Linked DNA regions of Mus musculus: regions 1, 2, 3, 5 and 6 are each linked to region 4. Evidence: chromatin contacts called from public ChIA-PET, Hi-C and HiChIP or PLAC-seq data. All regions are on one chromosome and are shown on one strand. The core of a region is the stretch at or near the end of the contact, and the rest is flanking DNA. Distances in the headings are between cores, read along the strand shown. Region 1 holds the start of Suco (SUN domain containing ossification factor). Region 2 holds the start of Cenpl (centromere protein L). Region 3 has its middle 7.6 kb from the start of Gm31869. Region 4 holds the start of Tnfsf4 (tumor necrosis factor (ligand) superfamily, member 4). Region 5 has its middle 74 kb from the start of Gm31869. Region 6 has its middle 54 kb from the start of Gm31869.

Evidence for each region. A called contact is a pair of places that touch in the nucleus more often than the background predicts. ChIA-PET counts read pairs in DNA pulled down with a chosen protein or histone mark. HiChIP or PLAC-seq counts read pairs in DNA pulled down with a chosen protein or histone mark.
Region 1: an RNA polymerase II ChIA-PET map of memory CD8 T cells shows a contact between it and region 4, with 148 read pairs. The contact joins the promoter of Suco here to the promoter of Tnfsf4 in region 4. A contact is called at or near these places in 2 of 39 promoter capture datasets (hippocampal neurons and stem cell-derived epiblast-like cells), 1 of 115 datasets of contacts at active chromatin or transcription factors (memory CD8 T cells) and 1 of 9 other capture datasets (liver).
Region 2: a contact with region 4 is called in an RNA polymerase II ChIA-PET map of memory CD8 T cells, with 6 read pairs. The contact joins the promoter of Cenpl here to the promoter of Tnfsf4 in region 4. A contact is called at or near these places in 1 of 484 Hi-C or Micro-C datasets (the G1E-ER4 cell line) and 1 of 115 datasets of contacts at active chromatin or transcription factors (memory CD8 T cells).
Region 3: a BATF HiChIP or PLAC-seq map of CD8 T cells shows a contact between it and region 4, with 9 read pairs. The contact joins the enhancer-like site here to the promoter of Tnfsf4 in region 4. A contact is called at or near these places in 6 of 39 promoter capture datasets (the 3T3-L1 cell line, 3T3-L1-derived adipocytes, cranial neural crest and 3 more), 2 of 115 datasets of contacts at active chromatin or transcription factors (CD8 T cells and microglia) and 3 of 9 other capture datasets (adipose tissue, embryonic stem cells and liver).
Region 5: a Hi-C map of CD8 T cells shows a contact between it and region 4, with 4 times the contacts expected there. The contact joins the enhancer-like site here to the promoter of Tnfsf4 in region 4. A contact is called at or near these places in 26 of 39 promoter capture datasets (the 3T3-L1 cell line, 3T3-L1-derived adipocytes, the C10 cell line and 15 more), 10 of 15 datasets of contacts at CTCF or cohesin (CD8 T cells, the G1E-ER4 cell line, the NIH/3T3 cell line and 5 more), 260 of 484 Hi-C or Micro-C datasets (the 3T3-L1 cell line, 3T3-L1-derived adipocytes, the 63-12 cell line and 127 more), 29 of 115 datasets of contacts at active chromatin or transcription factors (the 230-238 cell line, CD8 T cells, PVALB interneurons and 22 more) and 6 of 9 other capture datasets (adipose tissue, bone marrow-derived macrophages, embryonic stem cells and 3 more).
Region 6: a BATF HiChIP or PLAC-seq map of CD8 T cells shows a contact between it and region 4, with 16 read pairs. The contact joins the enhancer-like site here to the promoter of Tnfsf4 in region 4. A contact is called at or near these places in 18 of 39 promoter capture datasets (3T3-L1-derived adipocytes, the C10 cell line, the HPC-7 cell line and 12 more), 2 of 15 datasets of contacts at CTCF or cohesin (CD8 T cells and the NIH/3T3 cell line), 2 of 484 Hi-C or Micro-C datasets (the G1E-ER4 cell line and bone marrow-derived macrophages), 9 of 115 datasets of contacts at active chromatin or transcription factors (CD8 T cells, a beta-TC-6 cell line, bone marrow-derived macrophages and 6 more) and 4 of 9 other capture datasets (adipose tissue, embryonic stem cells, liver and 1 more).

The regions. Positions count from the first base shown.
Region 1 is chr1:161,875,249-161,878,612 of GRCm38.p6, forward strand. Suco (SUN domain containing ossification factor) reads right to left here and starts at 1,434. Exons shown (of 24, transcript NM_001357402.1): 1 at 1,063-1,434. The coding sequence starts at 1,124.
Region 2 is chr1:161,069,351-161,072,252 of GRCm38.p6, forward strand. Cenpl (centromere protein L) reads left to right here and starts at 1,417. Exons shown (of 5, transcript NM_001159930.2): 1 at 1,417-2,006. It overlaps Dars2 (aspartyl-tRNA synthetase 2 (mitochondrial)), which reads right to left and starts at 1,310. Exons shown (of 17, transcript NM_172644.4): 1 at 643-1,310. The coding sequence starts at 766.
Region 3 is chr1:161,773,641-161,776,663 of GRCm38.p6, forward strand. No RefSeq gene overlaps it. Among named protein-coding and RNA genes, the nearest start is that of Gm31869, 7.6 kb to the left of the region's middle. Within about 2 kb of position 1,726, at least 22 of the 459 cell types and tissues checked have an H3K27ac peak or open chromatin away from gene starts, as enhancers often do. A contact at or near this core is called in CD8 T cells, where this site is marked.
Region 4 is chr1:161,394,188-161,397,193 of GRCm38.p6, forward strand. It overlaps Tnfsf4 (tumor necrosis factor (ligand) superfamily, member 4), which reads left to right and starts at 1,251. Exons shown (of 3, transcript NM_009452.2): 1 at 1,251-1,556. The coding sequence starts at 1,395.
Region 5 is chr1:161,692,229-161,695,340 of GRCm38.p6, forward strand. No RefSeq gene overlaps it. Among named protein-coding and RNA genes, the nearest start is that of Gm31869, 74 kb to the right of the region's middle. Within about 2 kb of position 1,638, at least 10 of the 459 cell types and tissues checked have an H3K27ac peak or open chromatin away from gene starts, as enhancers often do. A contact at or near this core is called in the 63-12 cell line, CD8 T cells, the CH12 cell line and 4 more, where this site is marked.
Region 6 is chr1:161,711,733-161,715,065 of GRCm38.p6, forward strand. No RefSeq gene overlaps it. Among named protein-coding and RNA genes, the nearest start is that of Gm31869, 54 kb to the right of the region's middle. Within about 2 kb of position 1,414, at least 59 of the 459 cell types and tissues checked have an H3K27ac peak or open chromatin away from gene starts, as enhancers often do. A contact at or near this core is called in CD8 T cells, effector CD8 T cells, hematopoietic stem and progenitor cells and 2 more, where this site is marked.

The sequences.
Region 1 (3,364 bases), core at 184-2,683, 480 kb after region 4:
AGGAGTATTTAAAGGATTCAGAATGACAAGAAATACAGTCTTTCCAGTCAGATTTTCTCAGACAAGTGTTTTCTTGAGCCCATATTAATATATTATTCTATGTGAGCAACAACTCTACAACTTGAGCACCTCTGGATTCCATTACACCCATAAAAAAAAGGGAATTATTACTGGCGCTTTGAAGACATAAGGTAAATAAGAAAGTGTGTTTAGATTTTAGTATAAGAAGCAAAATCTCTTTAACACAAAGGCCATCACTTTCAGTCACCAAGTCTCAAGGCTCTTTGGGAATTCCTTCAGAAAGAATGGCTTTTCCAAGTACACCTTTAGCAATCCTTTGGTTCATAAGCTATGTCTGCTCCTGGACATCCAGAGATGTGCTTGAAATTAACTTGAACTCCATAGAACTTCAGAGAAAGGGACAGAGCGGGTCGCAAAAACCGTTTCCTTTCTAGTGCCAAAGAACATGCCCCAAAACTATGGCTGACTCCACATCTGTGATAATCCTCTCCCACCAGGCTAACCGAAAAAGGGCTTCATCAGGGATCCCGCCCGCCCCACGCCGCAGGGTTTCAAGGAGCAGCCCCAAAAGTACTATTGGTCAAGATTGTGCAAGACCTGACCAGAAGAACAACAGTTTAGACATTACTCTTACCCTCATGACGACTCACGTTTTCAAAATCACAGGTCCGGAACACATCACACCTGACTCGCCCCTGCCCTTACCTCATAACGAAAGCAAATGAACTGACAGCAAAACTGAGTAACTCACTCACTAGCTTTCTGAACACTACCCAAACTGCCCTAACTGCGGTGATGGGGTACCCGAGTACAAAGGCAAAAAGTGATCCCCAATATCCCCTTCTCTCCCTGCTGGAACTCTGCAAATTCCAAAACACAACTCGTAAACCACAAGAGGAAGAGCTGGGTGGCCGCTGTGTCCCTGGCTTAGGAGCAGGAGCACCAAGCAACCCAAAAAGCCGAGATGATTTGGGGGTGTGACCCGACCTACTCCCTCTTTCATCCCCACGGGAAGTCCCCAGAGGCCGGCCCCTTACTCACCAGACTAGAGAGCAGAGAGAGAGGCAGGAGACCAGGGCCAAGGCCCGCCGGTACTTCTTCATCTTCTCCTCCTTCTTCCCCCTGCCAGGAGGCGGCACATCCTCCCCACAGCAGCCACTGTCGAGGCCAAGATGGAGGAGCCGGAGCAGAAACGCGAGGATGGGACCGAGAGTCCGAAGAGCAGTGGGGCTTGGGGAGCGGTTCCGCAGCGGCTCGCGTCCCGGATGGCCTCCCCGAGAGGCCCACGGCAACGGGAATAGGGACGCTTCACAGGAGCGCTCGGGAGACTGCCGCCGCCGCCGCTCTGTCTGCCCGCTCGCCCGCGCCCGCCTCCTCCGGCCTTCGCCGCCACTGCCTCCCCATCCCCGCCCCGCCCGCCCGGGCCCTCGCTCCGTGCTGCCGGCGACCAACGGCCGCCGCGTACTCGCCTCTCAGCAGCCAATCCCCGGCCGGGCCAGCGCACCTCGCACTCCACTGAGCTGGGTGGAAGGAGACGCGTCACCCACGTCCCTCTCGGCTCGCGCTCCACAAGTCACAGCGCGGGCCACGCCCCCTCCGCTGACAAAGCTCCAAAACGCCACAACCGCCGCCCAACCTGCGCAGGTCCCACCCACTCGCTGGCGCTCGAACAGGAAGTCCTGTAACCCTCGGTCTTCCGCCTTTCAATGGCCTGCCCACTCTCGCTGGCACGCGCCGCCTCCGCGCACGGGTATCTGGGGCTTGTAGTCCTCCTGCCCGAACCCGCCTTTTTTTTTTTTCCTCCGTAGAACTCGCGGGTTTGGTTCTCGAGTTTTACACTTTCACTTCTCACCTTCAGACTGACTAGCTTTGTCATTTGTCATTGTTAAGTCTATAATTCTTCCTTGGAGCACAGTCATGGAACGGCCTGGAATGACTGGAGAGGGTCAGGAGAAAGCATGCTAATGCAATTTAAAAGTCGGTTTACCGGCAGTGGGTCGGGCTTACTGAGGTAGATGATGATTGGAAGGTAGAAAGAGGCGTGTCAACGTTTCCTCTCACATGATTGGCTGGGAAGGACTGAGCTTTTCTTTCACCTAAGTGAGAATTCCTACCTGCCCGCCAGATTCCTAAGATAGAGCTTTAGTGTTCTTTTTTGTTCTTTTAATTTCGGGCTGTGGGTTTGCTGCTGCAAGGCAGAAAAGACACTACGGACTCTCGGCGTCTGGAAGCAGAGAAAGCGAACTCCTACACATACTTGCTGTGAACAAGAAAAAAAAAAAGAAGTGGTGTTCACAGATGGAGACCCCAAAATCTGTAAAAAGCTGAGGCCCAGAATCCTACTTAGGGAGCGTTGGTGTGCAATCTCAGAATGCTTTGTGGCTACTGCCAGACATCTCTTCAAGTAGCTTACTGATCCTGAAAGACAGCAGTTGGAAGAGACTAGACTTTTGGCCTCTTAGTATAGCAGTTCCTTCCTCTAAGTCTCCCGTGTGCCTATTTAACATATCAAAGCAGAACTGGCTGCCACGTTCTCCCAGCATTCTTCAGTCTCTACCAGTTAGTTGCAGGATTCTTCTCATCAGCCCCTACTCCAAACTTCTCCAGCCCAGGGGCTGGGCAGCCATTCCCTCATGCACCCTTCCCTATATAATCCAGCCATTTTGGTTACCTGGCCCTTTTGGTCTGCCCTTTACCCTCCTGGCCTCTTGATCTCCTGGTCTCCTGGCTCTCCTTGCCTCCTCCACTTTCCTCACATGGCCCCTGCTCAGGTTCGTATTCACTCTGGACTCGTCCAGATGCCCCTGTCTCTGGCTATGTCTCCCTTGTATAAACCTCCTCTACCATGCCCAGGAGCAGTCATTCCCTTCCTATTTTATTTTATTTTATTTTCAGTTCCTCTCATCTATCTGCACCGCCATACCCATTAACCTCCTCCACTTCTCCCACCCTTAACTCCTGAGATCTGTGAACACTATTCTGTTCTCATCTTTGAAATTATCTTAATTTTCATGTATAAGAGAGACTACACGGCATTTGTATTTCTACCTCTGATTTTACACAACATTCTCCAATTTCATCTGTGTTACAACTAATGACAAGATTTCGTTCTTTTTATAGTTTAATGTGTAAATAAATATACTGTATTTTCTTTATCAATGGATCCCTAGGTTGCTTCCATATTTTGGCGACTGTGCAATTCCTCCTTGACATTTACCCAGGTGTTATGTTTTATATAAAAGAAAAAGCCGGGGATATGTTAGGTGGAGGCACAGTATGGAGTTGGGGGAGGGGGGCAGGGAGAAGGCTGTGCTTCTGCGGGCCCACACTGAGGCATCCCTTA
Region 2 (2,902 bases), core at 167-2,666, 320 kb before region 4:
GTATGTGGGCTCACATGCCACGGTGCCCCTGTGGAAGTCAGAGGACAACTTGTTGGATTCTGTTCTCTTCTTCCATTCACAGTGTGAGTTTTGGGAGTCAACTCTGGTACTCAGGCTTGGCAGGAAGTGCCTGAAGCCACTGAGCCATCTTGTAGGTCTGATGTAGTTTATAAAATAGCCTAGATTATACAATATCCCTATTGTGTTTACCTGCACAAGTGTCAAGGCCCAAGCAAATAACTGCCCCAAAGGAAAATTTTGCCTTCTGTTTAAAAATCTAAACCTTGTACATAAACTAGCACTTGAAGGGACATAAAATGGTAGCTGTCCATTTTGGTAAGTGACATATAATTTTAGAAATTACCTGCTTGACAGTGCAGTTAGTATTTAACTTTAGTACAAGTATAGTTTATAACAATCATTTGTAAATCAATAAACTATTAGAAAAGATTTTATTTAAATTATTACTTTAGTTTTTCTACTAATAGTATACACTACACAGGCTATCTACTTTTTTTTTATAATCAAGGGGGGGACCTTAATTATAACTAATCAAGAGAATGAATGACCTGGTATTAAAATGCAGTTAGAATCAGGGAAACAAGCTGTCAAAAACAGGCGGAAGCTCGTAGCTGCCTTCACCTGGAATTCTTTGTGAACTCAACGCCAGATTTCTGGAAAGAGAACCCCAGATTGGCCGCATGGTCTTCCCGATGGGTCTGGATAAACCCCTGCATAGACGACTTAACCAAAAACCAAGATACATGTTGAAGTCCCGGGATCCGGAGAGACAATCACGAATCCCACGCTGCAGGTGTGGTGGTGCTCAAAACTCGGTTTTCGGAATACCTGGGAACCCTTAAAATTCTAGTTCCCACGCAAATGCATCCAGACCCTGCTCCGCTGAACGTTCTAGTATCTACAAAGTAGATTGACCTGCAAGGTCTCCAGAGACCTTAGGTGAGTGGGTAGGGGGAAAGCCTTTGCTTCCTTCAGTGCATCAGTTCCCACTTTAATTAAACAAGGCTGAGCCCCGAAGATGCCTCAACAGCAGCGCCAGTGCCAGAGCGCCCCAGCCGGAAGGCCGGCCACCAGGCGCGCGTCCTCCCTTTATTCCCACGTATCTCGAAGGTGACCAGGGCATAAGCAGAAATATAAGGAGGTGCAGCCTCGTGTTTCAACTTTCCCAAACCTGGCGGCCCATCCTGGATTTTCCTGAAAGGTGAAGACGAACAAATCCAAACAGCTCTGAGGTTCAAACCCAGACACAAACCACATCCACAAGCCAGTCCCTCTGACGCCCGGCGAGCGCCAAAGTTACGCAAGGATTCCGGCCAATCAGGACGAGGGCGCCTCCGCCATGTTTATTGTGGGCGGCAGTATGCGGGAAAGTTTCGCACCGGTTGGAAAACGGAAGAACAACGCGGCGCAATAGGGGATTGGGAATTTGAGGCTATTGATTGAAGCCTTCCAAGCCTTGCCCTCAGTTAAAATGACGACTTCAGTTGCTTTCAGTTACGTGAAATCGGAGGGCCACAGGCGAGGCTTTCCGAGTCGGCCGCAGGGCAAGTCGGGAAATGATTTTAAACTGGAGGGCGTGGCGTGTGTGGAAAAGCGCCTAGACGAGCGGAACTTTCAAGTCTACCTTTGATCCCCGGAGAGCTCCGGAGAAGGGTCTTTGGGGACTCCCTGTTTTTCGTGGGCCGGCGCCAGCTTCCGAAGAGCGAGGATCATAGAGCCGGGCAGCTTGGGAAGCCGAGCTGTCTCTCCCGGGGGAAGTCGCAGGTCTTGCTCGAGCCTGAGGGAAGCTAGGTTCACTCCAGGACTCCTGATGTCTCTTCTGAACTCACCGGGGATTGCTTCGGTTCTCTCTTAAGCAGTCATTTTGGCCACTTTCTTCTTCTTAAAAAACCAAAACCTTTCGTCTCGACGTAGTCTTGGAGCAAAACTTGAAGGATGATTCGTGAATCCGGAGTGGATGACAGTGTCTTTACGACATAGTTTTGGTAAGAGCTTTTGGGTCCTCGACTGGCCGTGTACTGCATTTCTTTCTGTTGTGTGACTGTTGTCTTTGCAATGCTTTTGTGTATTTAAGATGTGTACAAACGGAAGCTAACGTCAACGTGAGCGTTAGTATGGGAGCAGTGGGTTGACTTTTGTGGCAATATTGCAGTGACTAACTCAGGGACTTTCTTCATGGACTAACCACAAGAAAAACTACTGAGTTTTAGTTGTGTGTTAGGAACTGAGTACAAGAGAATTTGATGAGAGATATAGTTCCGTGGATACTAGAAAGAGGCTGATAGGACCCTTTGCCACGGGCATAAGAGTCAAAGGAGGCGAAGAATTGAGAAATTCGTAGAACCTTTCCCTCCAGTCACCTGGCAACATAGCAGCGTACTTACTAATAGGGTCGTTTGAGGAGTGAACAGTAGTACCAGATATGTCCCAGGACTAGGGAGGCTGAGGCAAGAGAATTGCCGTGAGTTCTAGGCCAACCTGGGCTACACAGAGAGACTGTCACTCGATATAAACAAAACACCCCCAAACAAAAGAATATTCGTTAAAGGCTTAATCTTTGTTAAGTGCTTACAAACATGCCTGAAAAGTAATGTATACTTAGCAGTTATTGTACTAGTTAGCCTACTTTAAAGAAAGATTCTGTATAAACAGAACTGATGAAGACTCCTATCTAAATAGCAAACAAGTGGGGAGAAGAACGGGAGGAGGTGGTGGCAGAGGGAAGACGCTGCCTTCTGAAGGAAAGTTCAGTTGATGGAAGATTTTTAACAGAGGGGTTCGGATAAGTGGGACCTGCATGGCTGCTATGGACAGGAAGAATTTGTAAAGTCAAAAATAATAAAAAAGACTAGGAGCTCTCCTGCCAAACCCAATACTGCTC
Region 3 (3,023 bases), core at 476-2,975, 380 kb after region 4:
CTAGTGATTATATTGCTATGTTATCTTTTTATGATATCTTATAACTCTGTTATTGTGGTAGGAAGGGAATACAGCAACTCCTGCAAGCATTCTCCCCCCTCAGTTACATCTTCATCCCTGAACTGTCTTTTTAAATGATACTCTGTTATAATCACTAGCATATACTAACTGTATAAATGCATCCATATCATTCATTTTGACTGTGTTCACATACAGCCTCGTTATCTTTCTCCTTCAGAGTCTTTTCTCTAATGCCATCGTCTAGTCTCTTGTTAGTTTATTTCTATTTTAATTCTCAAAATAGAGCTTATTGTTGCCTAACCATTTCTGGGATTACGTGTTTATTTTCTTGTTTAGTTTTTTTTTTAAAACACAGCTTTGGAACCCCATTTAAGGATAAGTTTCATAAGAACGAATGAGACTTTGTGGGTGTACTTAGTGGTAAGAATACTTGCCTAGCAAATGCACTGGGCTGGGTTTGCTCCCCAGGACCCAAGATACAAATTAATAAAAGAATAATCATTATTATGTTCGCCATTCCACCCTCCAAACAATGCTTGACTCCTAGCATGTACTTAACAAATAGTCGTTAAATAACTGAATACTGATAATTATAATGAGGACAGAAGGCAAACTGATATGTGGCTAACAGTCTTCAGATCTGACAAGCCTAGTCTTGAGTTCTAACTGATACTCCATGGCCATTGAGAAGTTATCACTTCTCTGCTTTCTCACAAGCTGGAGTCAGTAATGTTTGGCTAAGGGGGTTGTTATGGGTATGACCTGACCTAAATATAGGCACTTTCTATAACTCTTGCTTAAAGGGAAGCAATGCAATCTTGCTATGTACATACATCATGATTTGAGGGCCATAATAAGCCTTGTGGTAAATGTTATATCACTCTTCAATTAAAAGTTGATCTACTTAACCACTCAGTGAACCATAAACACAAATTTGGCTTTAAGGCAGAAAAAGCATTCCTAATCAAGCATGGATCTATTGTGTGCTCACCTCGACTCCTGGTTACATTCTCTGCTAGAAACAGAAGCAATCTTCATATTCATTGGACAGGTTGGAAAAGCTGGCTGGCCAGCCTAGTCAGCAACAAGGCCCAAGAGCACAACTCTAAAGGGAGCTTCAGCAGAATCAAGCCTTGCTGGTTTCTTCTTTTCATCACCCTATCCAGACCTCTGCAGAAGTCTTCTGAATTTCGTAGAAACCAGAATAAGGCCACCTAAACGACGCAAAAAGGATGCTGAGGTTGAGATAATTCTTCCATTCCAGCTCACACTTCAGAGTTCTGTTTAACACCTCTGTCTCTTTCTCACCATCTAAAGAGTGTTGTCTCTTCTCAATGAATCTAAGGTCACTTCAGTCTAGACTTTAATCTCTTTGGGGAAGATCTAGCATATTATCCATTTACTTGAGGCTAGAGATAGTCTCTTTATAGCTCCATGAACCTCCTTCCAAAAAAAAAAAATGTATGCATTTTCTTCTACAGATTGGAAGTGGAGCAAGAACAGAGTTGGGTTGGAGCAGGATGGAGGATAAGCTCTAGAACAAACAAACCCAAAAGATCTATCCATGCCATTAAAAGCCTTGGAAACTCCAACAAGTAGCTGTTGTCTCATTGGCTAGGGTTCTTGTCTTGCATGCCTTACGTATTTGAACACTTTAAAACTTGATACCATCGTCGTGTCTCTTACCAAAACTTCACATAGTCTTTGAAGTGGTTCGTTCACCCACAGAAAGTGGGGCTGCAACATGAGAACGAAGAGGTTCTAGTCCCTCTATGACAGGCTGCTACTGGAAAGAGGGGGATCCCCTTGGCAGCTCACATCTCCTGAAGTGATCCCAAGTTTAATGAAGGAGGCAGCTATCAAGGGTAGCACTAAGCTTAAATGTCCCGTTATTGAAATTAAATATTTAAATGTCATCTCTTAAAATTGTATTTCAGAATGAAAAGACACAGTCATCAAGATGGCTAATCATATCTGCAGGAAAAGGAATACAGCTTTAGGTTGTCATGGTAAGCAAAATAAACCAGACTCAGAAAGTCAAATAGACAACTATAATGTTTTATTTCAGATTGAGGACAAAGACTTAAATATATGTACACACTTATGAATAGAAAACAGAAGGAGCTAAGGGGACCGGCAGGAAAGGAGAGAGAGGAACATAAGATGGTAACTGGAAATTAATATAAGTGAAGTACATGATATGAATCTATGAATATGTTATGAGTACCATTATTTATATGCTAATTAAAATGTGGCTAATCATAGTAGACTTTGTATATAATGAACACATAAGATATCCAATATCTCAATTATGAGTAAAGAATCTGAATAAGCCAGTTGCTCTTATATGTATAATGACATACTTAAAGTAAAAACAAATAATAAAATGATTTTAAAGACTATGGTTAATATGAAATAGTATTCTTTTACTTTCACACTTCAGAAGATTATTTTTCTGTCTGTTTCTTATAACAGGTAGTTTGTATAGTTGATGAGATTTTCTTATATGGGTCTTATGAAAATATTAATGAGCAAGAAATCTTAGTTGTCTCTGTACACGTGTGTATAAGCACATGCTCTGTGTGTGTGTTTGTGTGTGCACGTGCACGTATGATGTGTATATAGGCACATATGTCACAACACATGTGTGGAGGTCAGAAGACAACTTAATAGAGTCAGTTTCCTCTTCCCACGTTTATGTGCTTTCTGGAGAATTGACCTGAGGTCACTAGGTTTGCAAGTGCCTTTGCCTGCCAAACCATCTCACCTGTTGAGGAATTTATCTAAGCGTGGTGATCAGGAAACTTACTGAGAAATACAACAGCGCCACAGCTCCTCCTCCAGCAGCCTTTCCAAGGCCTGAAGGATTCCTTTTCATGTCAGCAACAGCATTTCTATAGAGGACCAAGAAAAGGAATTTCACAACGTCCGTGGGACTTACTTAAAGTCACATAGAGTTAAGCAAGTGGCCGTGGCTGAACTCACCCAGGCCTTCTCAGCCC
Region 4 (3,006 bases), core at 1-2,500:
CACTTCCTTCTTTATCTGTTGACGGCTCCATGATAAACCATGAGACTTTCCCATAAAGTTGAGAGAGAATTATGTTCAGCATCCCTGTGCTACTTATATAGCATTGACTTCATAGTACATATTCAATAAACATTTTGCCATTTTGGACTTGACATTAAAACTTCACATTCATTTAGTTTCACTGTGCATGTCAGTGACAACGGCTAAGTGGTGAGCAGTTGGCTATTGGAAGAATCTATTTTTAAAGTTTTGTTTTGTTTTTAATGTAAGGGGTTTATGCCTGTGTGTGTGCACCACTTGCATGCTTGGTGCCTACGGAGGTTAGGAAAAAGGCATCAGGTCTTCCAGAATGAACAATTACGATGGTTTTGAGCCACCACGTAGAGGGAGAGAACTGAACCCCCGTCTTCTGGAGCAGCAGCCCTGCTCTTAACCACTGGGTCGTTTCTCCAACCCTGGGAAGATATGTTTACTTAGCAGGCTCTGAGTCCAGCCAACATTTCAAAGAGAGCAACAAGCCTCAAATGTTACTTGAATTACTCATGCAAAAGTTATGTGTGGGAAAAATATATAGGGGAGTGAAGGCGGAGGGTGGGGTGGGGAATGACAGAATTTTCTTCTGCTTCTTTTTTGATATTCTGAAAATTAATCATGTATTTGCTGAATTTCCCTGAAATGAGAAAGTATGACAGTTGCAAGAGCGTTTAACACAGTGTCTGACACATAGCAGTTGCTCAATAAATATTAGTTTATGTGGCTTAATGTGATGTATTATGTAACTATAAGACCCCTTCTTTATGTCTATATGCATAATCCACCTTTCTATTTTCCTCTTTGTCCTTTTCATCTCAAGGATAACCTGCATGCATTTGATTCTGAAACTGTAAAATGGGCCAGGAGATTAATTGCACAATAGAAGCAGGGATGTCTGGCAAGCATGTTCCTCAAATCTCTTCTATGGTTTAAGACATCTTGAGGGATTGGTAAGTAAGCTGCTTTAAAAAAAAAAAAAGGGTGATCTTTATCTATCATTACCGGTGCAATAAAAAACTTCAGAGCACACGTTTGTGAATGTCATTTCGAAGTCACTCAATTCATAACTGGGATGCCACAAAAACAACTCCCTGTTAGCCCGGAGGGAAAAAAAAAAAGAAAGAAAGTAAAGGGGAAATTCAGATTAGTCACATAGAAGTTCCCCCGCCTGCAAAACCTGCAGAGTTAAAACGAAGAGACTCTGCTCTGCTCCTTCAATTGCTTTTTGTCTCCTGTTCTGGGACCTTTATCTTCTGACCCGCAGGCTTGACTTTGCCCTTATTGGCTCCTTTGTGGTGAAGAGCAGTCTTCCCCCAGGTTCCCCGCCACAGCTGTATCTCCTCTGCACCCCGACTGCAGAGATGGAAGGGGAAGGGGTTCAACCCCTGGATGAGAATCTGGAAAACGGATCAAGGCCAAGATTCAAGTGGAAGAAGACGCTAAGGCTGGTGGTCTCTGGGATCAAGGGAGCAGGGATGCTTCTGTGCTTCATCTATGTCTGCCTGCAACTCTCTTCCTCTCCGGTAAGATGCACCAGTGGGCGCTGCTTTTCCTCCAGCTCTGGCTGAGCGCCAACTGCAACAGCTGCAGTCACCTGTAAAGGATCTAATGGTAAAACTGTTCAGTCCCTGCCCCTGCCACCAAGAGATTGTAAAGTGTGGTCAAATATCCTTTGGTGTCTCCTTTCCTTCCTATTTTAACAGTAGCAGTGCTAGGGTGGAGTAAAGGGCAGAGGGGCCCTGCTTCTAATGGTTTTTGTTTGTTTGTTTTGCAAGGCAAAATCCCTGATGTATCTTAATGAGCTGTCACCCTGAAGCTTTGGGCTACTGATATTTCTCTATCCATCCTGGTAGTAATGTGTCTGATCGGGGAATCAGTATAAAAGAAAGACAAATAACGGACCCGTTTTACTTCCCACCGCGTTCATGAGTCTGCAGATATTCAAGGGGATCTGGTTCTTAAATTTTTTTTTGAAGGTTTCAGGATTAAGTCCTTTCCTATCACCGACCTGCAGCAATGTGTGTGCACATTTGTTGGCTCAGCCGTTTACATCAATCACTTAATCTCATAGTTTTGTTTGCTCGTATGTTCTTTAAGTGTTCAACCGCAGGTCTCCCCAGAATTCCATGTTGGATCTGGCCTCATAATTCTTGTTTCCATAGTGGTTGCTTTATGTCAGCAAATCCATGGTGGATGACAGACAGAATGGAAGGTCTTTTTCATGGCCATATCAGAGACACAGCTACGTCAAATTAAACCAGGATACGACGAGCAGTCCGGGCAAAGGCCTGGGCATGTCTCTGTGTACAGGAAGTGCGGTTTTGATAACTAGAAGCTGTTGGGAGCGTATGTGTTCTCGAGGGCTGAACCTTGTACTGTGCTTGTCCCTTGGGCCGGCAAACTGGTGTGGGGCTCAAGCCTGCTTGGCCAATTAGAGCAGCAGCAGCCCGGTCCTCTTCTCTCCACTCCACATAGCTCTCTGTGTAGGGCGGTGGATGGAAATTTTGTAGGCACTTTGGGGGAGAAGGTGCTAGGGTAGAGTAATTTGTTCACGGTAGGATGTCTAAGACACAGACCGGAATCAGGCTTTTTAAAGAAAGCAAACAGAGTAACCAAAAATAGACCAGCTGCGAGCCTTGGATAGGTCTGGGAGTCTTGAGACTTTTCAAACAACCACAGGGCCGTGTGTTTCCTCACTCGGTGGGATGAGAAGGACCTAAGACCCCAGTCTAGGGTAACAAGGCACATAGAGTATCAGGCAGGGGCAGGAGAGAGCAAAAAGTGAAACACGGGGTGAGCCGCTGGTGTCTGGGACCTCCGTGGACATTCTCCCCCAGGCATGGTAAGAATTCGGGTCCTTTCTTCAAGTCATCCAGAAACTGCGGCAGATGTGGGAAGTAAAGCCAAAGCCAAAGGCACTCAGGTCTTTGAGGTAAGAGCAGTCTATGAGGGAATTTGTTTTCTGTGGTCTTG
Region 5 (3,112 bases), core at 388-2,887, 300 kb after region 4:
TATCATTAGGAACACAGAGGTCTCCACATTGAATGAATCCAGCTCTGCCATCTAAGGGCTCACCAGGTACCCATCCCGCTTCCTGAAGAGAGTGGGAAATTTTTTGCAAGTACACAGGAAACATCCCTTGAAAACCCCCAGAAGAATTAGGTGATGACGGTGGTGAAGGCAACTCGTCAAGATCTGGGCTCAGACTGACAACCCTACAGCTGTCACCATAAGCTATTTCAGAACACCCGAGTGTGCTGCCCTTAATTATAAAATCATTAGTGTGATGGACGCACATATTTGTTCAATCAATGACATTCATGCAGCAAGCATCTATTCTGTGCCAGATCATTTATTGGCATTTGGGATGCAACAATTAATTTTTTTAAAGTCTTTGCCTTTATGGACTTAAGGGACAAGGGGAAGAAACAAAACAAATAGTTACCTAAGCAGTAAATCTATACAAAAGATAAACTCTGTGGAGGGAAGAGCCTGGGTTGCTGGGAGTGTGGAGGATGCTGTGTTCAATTTTAGATACTGCCATTGTCATGAGCTTCACCGAGAAGAAACAGTTGAGCAAGGCTTGAAGAACTGGAGGAGAACAGGACACCAGGTGACATGACCCTACAAGGCACCAGGCATGACTGAGTCTGATAGCAACTCAGATCTGTTCTCAGATACTAGGATGGTAAATGCAATGGGTCACAGTGTAGACTCGGGCATGGACTCGGTTGACCTACACTGGCTTTTGACCATGCCTTGCTGAGCAGACCTGTCCCAGATAGTATGCAAATGAGCCACGATGCCCCTGTGAGCATAATACAAAGAGACAACACAGAACCTCGCTCTAGATTTTTTTTCAAATCATGAATTAAGTCTTTATCCTAAACAGCCTTTCCCAGAATGTGTTCTTAAGCATGCTAGACCCAAGGCATGCCACACAAAAAAAAGGAAGCTGGTGTTTGCCATTGTGTGTGAGAGGACTTAGTCCGCAGTATCCCACACATAGTGCTGGCATGTGCAATACTCAAGAGTGCATAGGTGTTTTAAGTGACTAGCAGAAGAAAAATTTTAAAAAACCAAACAGCAACCATGTTTGTACCAGCTAACTGTCACTTCACAGTCACAGGCCACGAGACCATTTACTACCTGACATCACGGGCTGTGGGAAACCTGAGTCTGTGATGAGACATGCCTCCACTCTTGGAAACGAAATGAAAGATCCCTCCCAATTCTAACCAAAACACCGAGCTAACATAGAAGATCAAATAAAATGCAGATGGAAAATGGTCTCACGCATGAAAGTGCTGGGAGAAAGATAAGGAGACCCTGGGACCCATAAAAACAAAACTGAGACAGTTTACCCTGGGCCTTAATGTCACGGGATAACAGGCAGAAACTGAAACCAACGCGTCTTTATGTCGATGCACTCTTCTGGGGCCCAAAGGTCCTGTAAGAGTCTCAAACATTTCAAATAAAAGGTCTTTCACCATGAAGCTGGGACAAAAACAATTCAGCCTGGCTGTTTGAAGCATCAGGCAGGTCTCAAGTCACAAAACAAATACTGAAAAGAAAGAGATCAGAGGAAACCCACCACCCCACTACCCCCCATCCTGGAGTTGGTGAAGTCTCTACTTTCTGCTTGACTGACAGCAAAGATGTAGCCAACTTCAATACATTGAAAAATGGGGGAACTGACACCAGATGACGTTTTCCACTCAAGGAATGAGTAATAATGTCAAAGGGGGCACGGTCTGCTACCCCTGCAGTCTTTTGACACTTCCCCCATCGAAACAGTGATCCAGCAACAAGTAACAAATGCCACCCAAAACCAAATCTGTTACAGTCCGGTCCCCACTCAACTGAAACATGGGAGGGAGAAGGCCAGCAGAGAACACAAAAGTCACACCTCGTCTGCACCTTAGGTACTCCACGTAGGCACCACATTGAGTACCCCTGGGGGCCAACCTCTAAGCTAAGTTTCTCTGCAAATACCTAACCTCTTTTAACTGAACACCCATGGTAGCCATAACCACTTCAGTTAACAGGAAAGCACTGGAAACCAAAGGGAATGATGTAAAGGAGATGAACACTACAGACATATGAACACAGACGGACGAACGGACGGACGGATGCTGCTCTCTCCAATGAAGTAGTAAATAGGGGCAAGTACAGAGCAGATATGTCACTCAAGGAAGCATGTCTTACCTGAGAAGAGCCCAACAAGGAATGGTCATGACGGCTGTCACTGTAGTTTTTCCATTTCTGCTCTTGGTTAATCTTGTCACGTGTGTTCTTAGTGTGGACGCCTCATCCAAACACAGGGCCCTGTGGGCTGTGGAGCAGAAACCGCTATTTACAATTTTGCCAGATCAGAGATGTTTTAACCCAGACTGTATGGTAATCTGGGATAATGGGGCATCCTCATTGGATACCTTCCTTCCTTTATCACCACAACCTCTTCCCAGCCCCCAAATTCCTTCACTGTATAAAGAAAGAGACACAAATTTCAGGAGGGGAAAGAGATTCTATTTTCATATTTTATTACCAGGAGTCCATATGTGTTCATTGAAAATCTAAGTGGCGCTAGTAACGTTCCTCCTTCCTGGAATGGGTAAGAGAGGTAGTAAGTCACTTAAAAACTTAAGTTTTTCATAATATTTGGGGAAAATGTGGGAAGCAATAGAACCCAAGAATGGATTTTAAAAAGTTTTTTTTTTCTTAAAGGTGGAGGTGGTGGTGCTTTTAACCCCAGCACTCAGGAGACAGAGGCAGGCAGATCTCTGTGAATTTGAGACAAACCTGGTCTACAGAGAAAGTTTCATGACTGTAAGACTGTCAGGGATACACAGAGAAATCCTGTCTGGAAAAACAAACAAACAAAAAATGAAAAAACCCAAACAAACCAGGAGGAGGAGGAAGAGGAGGAAGGAGGAGAAAGGAGGAGGAAGGAGGAGGAAGAGGGGGAAGGAGAAGAAAGGAGGAAGAGGAGGAAGGAGGAGAAAGGAGGAGGAAGAGGGGGAAGGAGAAGAAAGGAGGAAGAGGAGGAAGGAGGAGAAAGGAGGAGGAAGAGAAGGAGGAAGGAGGAGAAAGGAGGAGGAGGAAGTAGGAGAAAGGAGGAGGA
Region 6 (3,333 bases), core at 164-2,663, 320 kb after region 4:
GTGATGCTACCATGCTTTAATCTTGCACTTCAACTTCACGAAGAATATATAGAAGATCTCACAGGAGCTCTTCCTGTGCCAGGCCAGGTAAAAGTAAGGCATGAGCCCCCATGTGCTCTCTGTATCTCTCTGTCTCTCTCTCTCTCTCTCTGTGTATATATATATATATATATATATATATATATATATATATATATATATATATATATATACACACACATATATATTCAGTATCATCCCCAGATGCAAAGAAGGCTGGAGAACAAAACCTTCCTCAACCAGAAGGAAAGGAAAATGTCTTTACCAGAAATACTTCATCTTTCACAGCTATACTTTTATAAGAAAAAAGAAATAAAAGACAAGGTTTGAAAAGCATAGTGCAGCCACTTAGCTGGTAATGGGCACAGGTATAAACAGGAATAGGAAGTCCAGTCTTTGAGGGAGATAAGTTAGAATGCAACCAGATCGCAACCTTGCTAAGCTTTTGCCACAGGATGTGCTGTGCGTGGGAATCCCAAAACAGAAAGAAAGAAAGAAAGAAAGAAAGAAAGAAAGAAAGAAAGAAAGAAAGAAAGAAAGAAAGGAAGGAAGGAAGGAAGAAAGTAAGAAAGAAAGAAAGAAAGAAAGAAAGACAGAAAACAAGAGTTCATGACAACCACAGGCACTACTGTTGTAAGGGACAAATGAACCCTGCTGGGAAGATGTCCTGGCTGGATCTCCAGGCGTGCACACAAGTGGTGGTGTGAGGAAGTGATCTCCAGTGGTTTCTATATTTAGCACCGTCCTTCTCTGTGCCGGGTAAACCCTGGAATTCTTGGGGAATTTAAGTGGAGAGCTTCAAAAGAAACCATGCAGCTACTCCAGCAAAGGAGTTAAGGGAGAAAAACAATGTCCCATTTTTGAATAGCAAATGTGTTGAGCATTTCTTTCTGGTTTAAAGAGGGATATAGAAAAGATGTGTGTGGGAGAGAGAGAGAGAGAGAGAGAGAGAGAGAGAGAGAGAGAGAGAGAGAGAGAATTCTGATGTAGAAAAGTCAGTAGTATACTTTTACTAATTCTGTTTTTTGATTAAAATTTATGCTTAATCACTACCACCAAATCTTGCAGCAATACAAGACAGTTTAACTGGCCACAGCATGGCACACTGAATAATGAATAGTTCAGTGTGAGCTGAATTCATTTTAGAAATTCAGAGTCTTGAAAGCAGAGCAAGATTTTTGTTGTTGTTGTTGTTCAAAATATTAAGAAACAAGAGTGTCTAGAGGATACCCTTCCAGGATGTATTTAAAGTTCTCATGTGACTGTGGGTGTCTGATCAAAGTTCTTATGTAAACAGGATCTGTATGTGAGAACGCTCTCAGCGGTCGAATGTGGAACTTCGTTACGAATGGAGCAAAAGGTGGGCACGCAGCCAAGCAGTCACACGGGACTGAAACCGATGTTCTAAAGCCCGTTAGGCTCCTCACCACCTTCCCCTCTTGCTCAGCCCACTCAAACACAAAGCCAAAGGAGGTGCTTCTCACCTGTGAGCTGCCCCTACGCAAACCCCAAGTCCTATCTGATCTACTCTGAGAAGGCCTTTTACACAGAGAGTACACTGGCTCAAACACACCTCCCTCATGAGAAAAGATGGCTTCTCTGACCCAAAGCACGATCTTCCCTTGGGAATGCTAAGATTATTATTATTCATATTATTATTTTTAATAAAATCAAAGCATCAAGGACCTGTTAAGAAAGCCAACTACTACTTTATAGATCAAATCAAGTGACCCAAGGACTTTTTCATTATTACAGGGATCTACCTATGACTCTAACTCTCTAGCCAAAGAGAAATAGTAACCATGGTATCTTCGATTGACTCAGCAGCTGGACTGCATTGACATGCGCTCCAGAGGCCCCAAGACTAACTCTTTTCTAGCATCCCAGGGTCTCCTGCTCTGCTGACTGAATGAGGACCTGTTTAACTAGAAACTCTAGCCTTAGGGTTGTCACTCATCCCACACAGCTATTAAGAGAACCACCTAACTGCAAGGCCTGCTCCCACCACACAAGTAGCTCCCATGGCAGCTACAAGGCCCTCAACTATAATGACTACTGCTCTTCCATCCCTGGTGTTACAATTTTTTTTTTTTTGTTCCAGGTTTATTCCTAAAGAAGGATGTTTTTAGTTTTTGTCTTGGGGGAAAAACTCTTAAGTTCATTTGGAATTTCTCTTACTCAACTATTAAACGGAGAAGATAATCCAATTACATTTTTATTATTTACATGCAATTTCACCCTGGGAAAGTAAAAGGCAAACGATCTTAAAACCTTTCATGTGTCTTCTTTTGTTCTTCCAACTTCTTAAGCTATAGGAAATCTTATATTCCCTTCAAACTCAGTTATGACTCATTAGAATGATGTTATAATTGGATCAAACTAAAAGTGGCCCACCTGATAATTAGATTAACGGGCATCTAAGTTACCATAATTCTACTTCAGTGATGCTCCTTGCTAATACCCAACAATATGGCCCCTCTTATATTCCTTTGTCTGAACGCTGTTCAGGAATATTAATCCTACAACTTCTGTCTCCAATTAGCCTCAGCGACCCTAATGCAAACAGCTCTCCTAGCCCCTCCTAGTATACCAGATTTTTCTAAAATACTATGCAAATTAAACTCCCAGGCATCGTGCCTAGTCTTCCTTCACTCTGTGCTAGCCCTGGGCATGAAGAGTTGAAGAAGAAACTGCTACAGTCTCAAGTGGCTCTGCATTTGTCAAGCCAGCAAACCACTGAGCATCACGGTGTTGGAATGTTGTAGATTGCTGCACTGGGTGCTGACAGTTCTTAGAAAAGCATATTGGTTGGAAAAAACCAAGGAATTCCCCAGCTTGCACCAGGGACAGCACCTTGCAAAGCCTGCAGTGGATTCAGGGAGGCACGGGGACACTCTGAGCTGGAAGGAAAGGCAAAACTGTGTTTCGCTTGGTTATTTGGTTTTCCCTTCTGACAGGTTGCCAGAATCCCTACTTTCAAAGATAAACTGCTGTTCTAAGACAACCTGTGTAGCTCCTTGGACAGTAACAAATTAACTGAAAAGTAAAGTTTCCTTAAAAAAAAAAAAAAAGAGCTGGGATAACTGCATTATCCAGCATGCGACTAAAGAACCTACATTAATAAATTATAATGGGATATCAAAAGAGCATGGTAGATCAGGGTAATTTTACAGTAAAGTATAAAAGTAATTTAGTTCCCCCAATGTCAAATGATTCTTCATTATATATTAAAAAAAACACTCCGAAGTACTTCAGAAATTTCCCCAGGTTAGAACCTAGAAGAAAGCCACACTT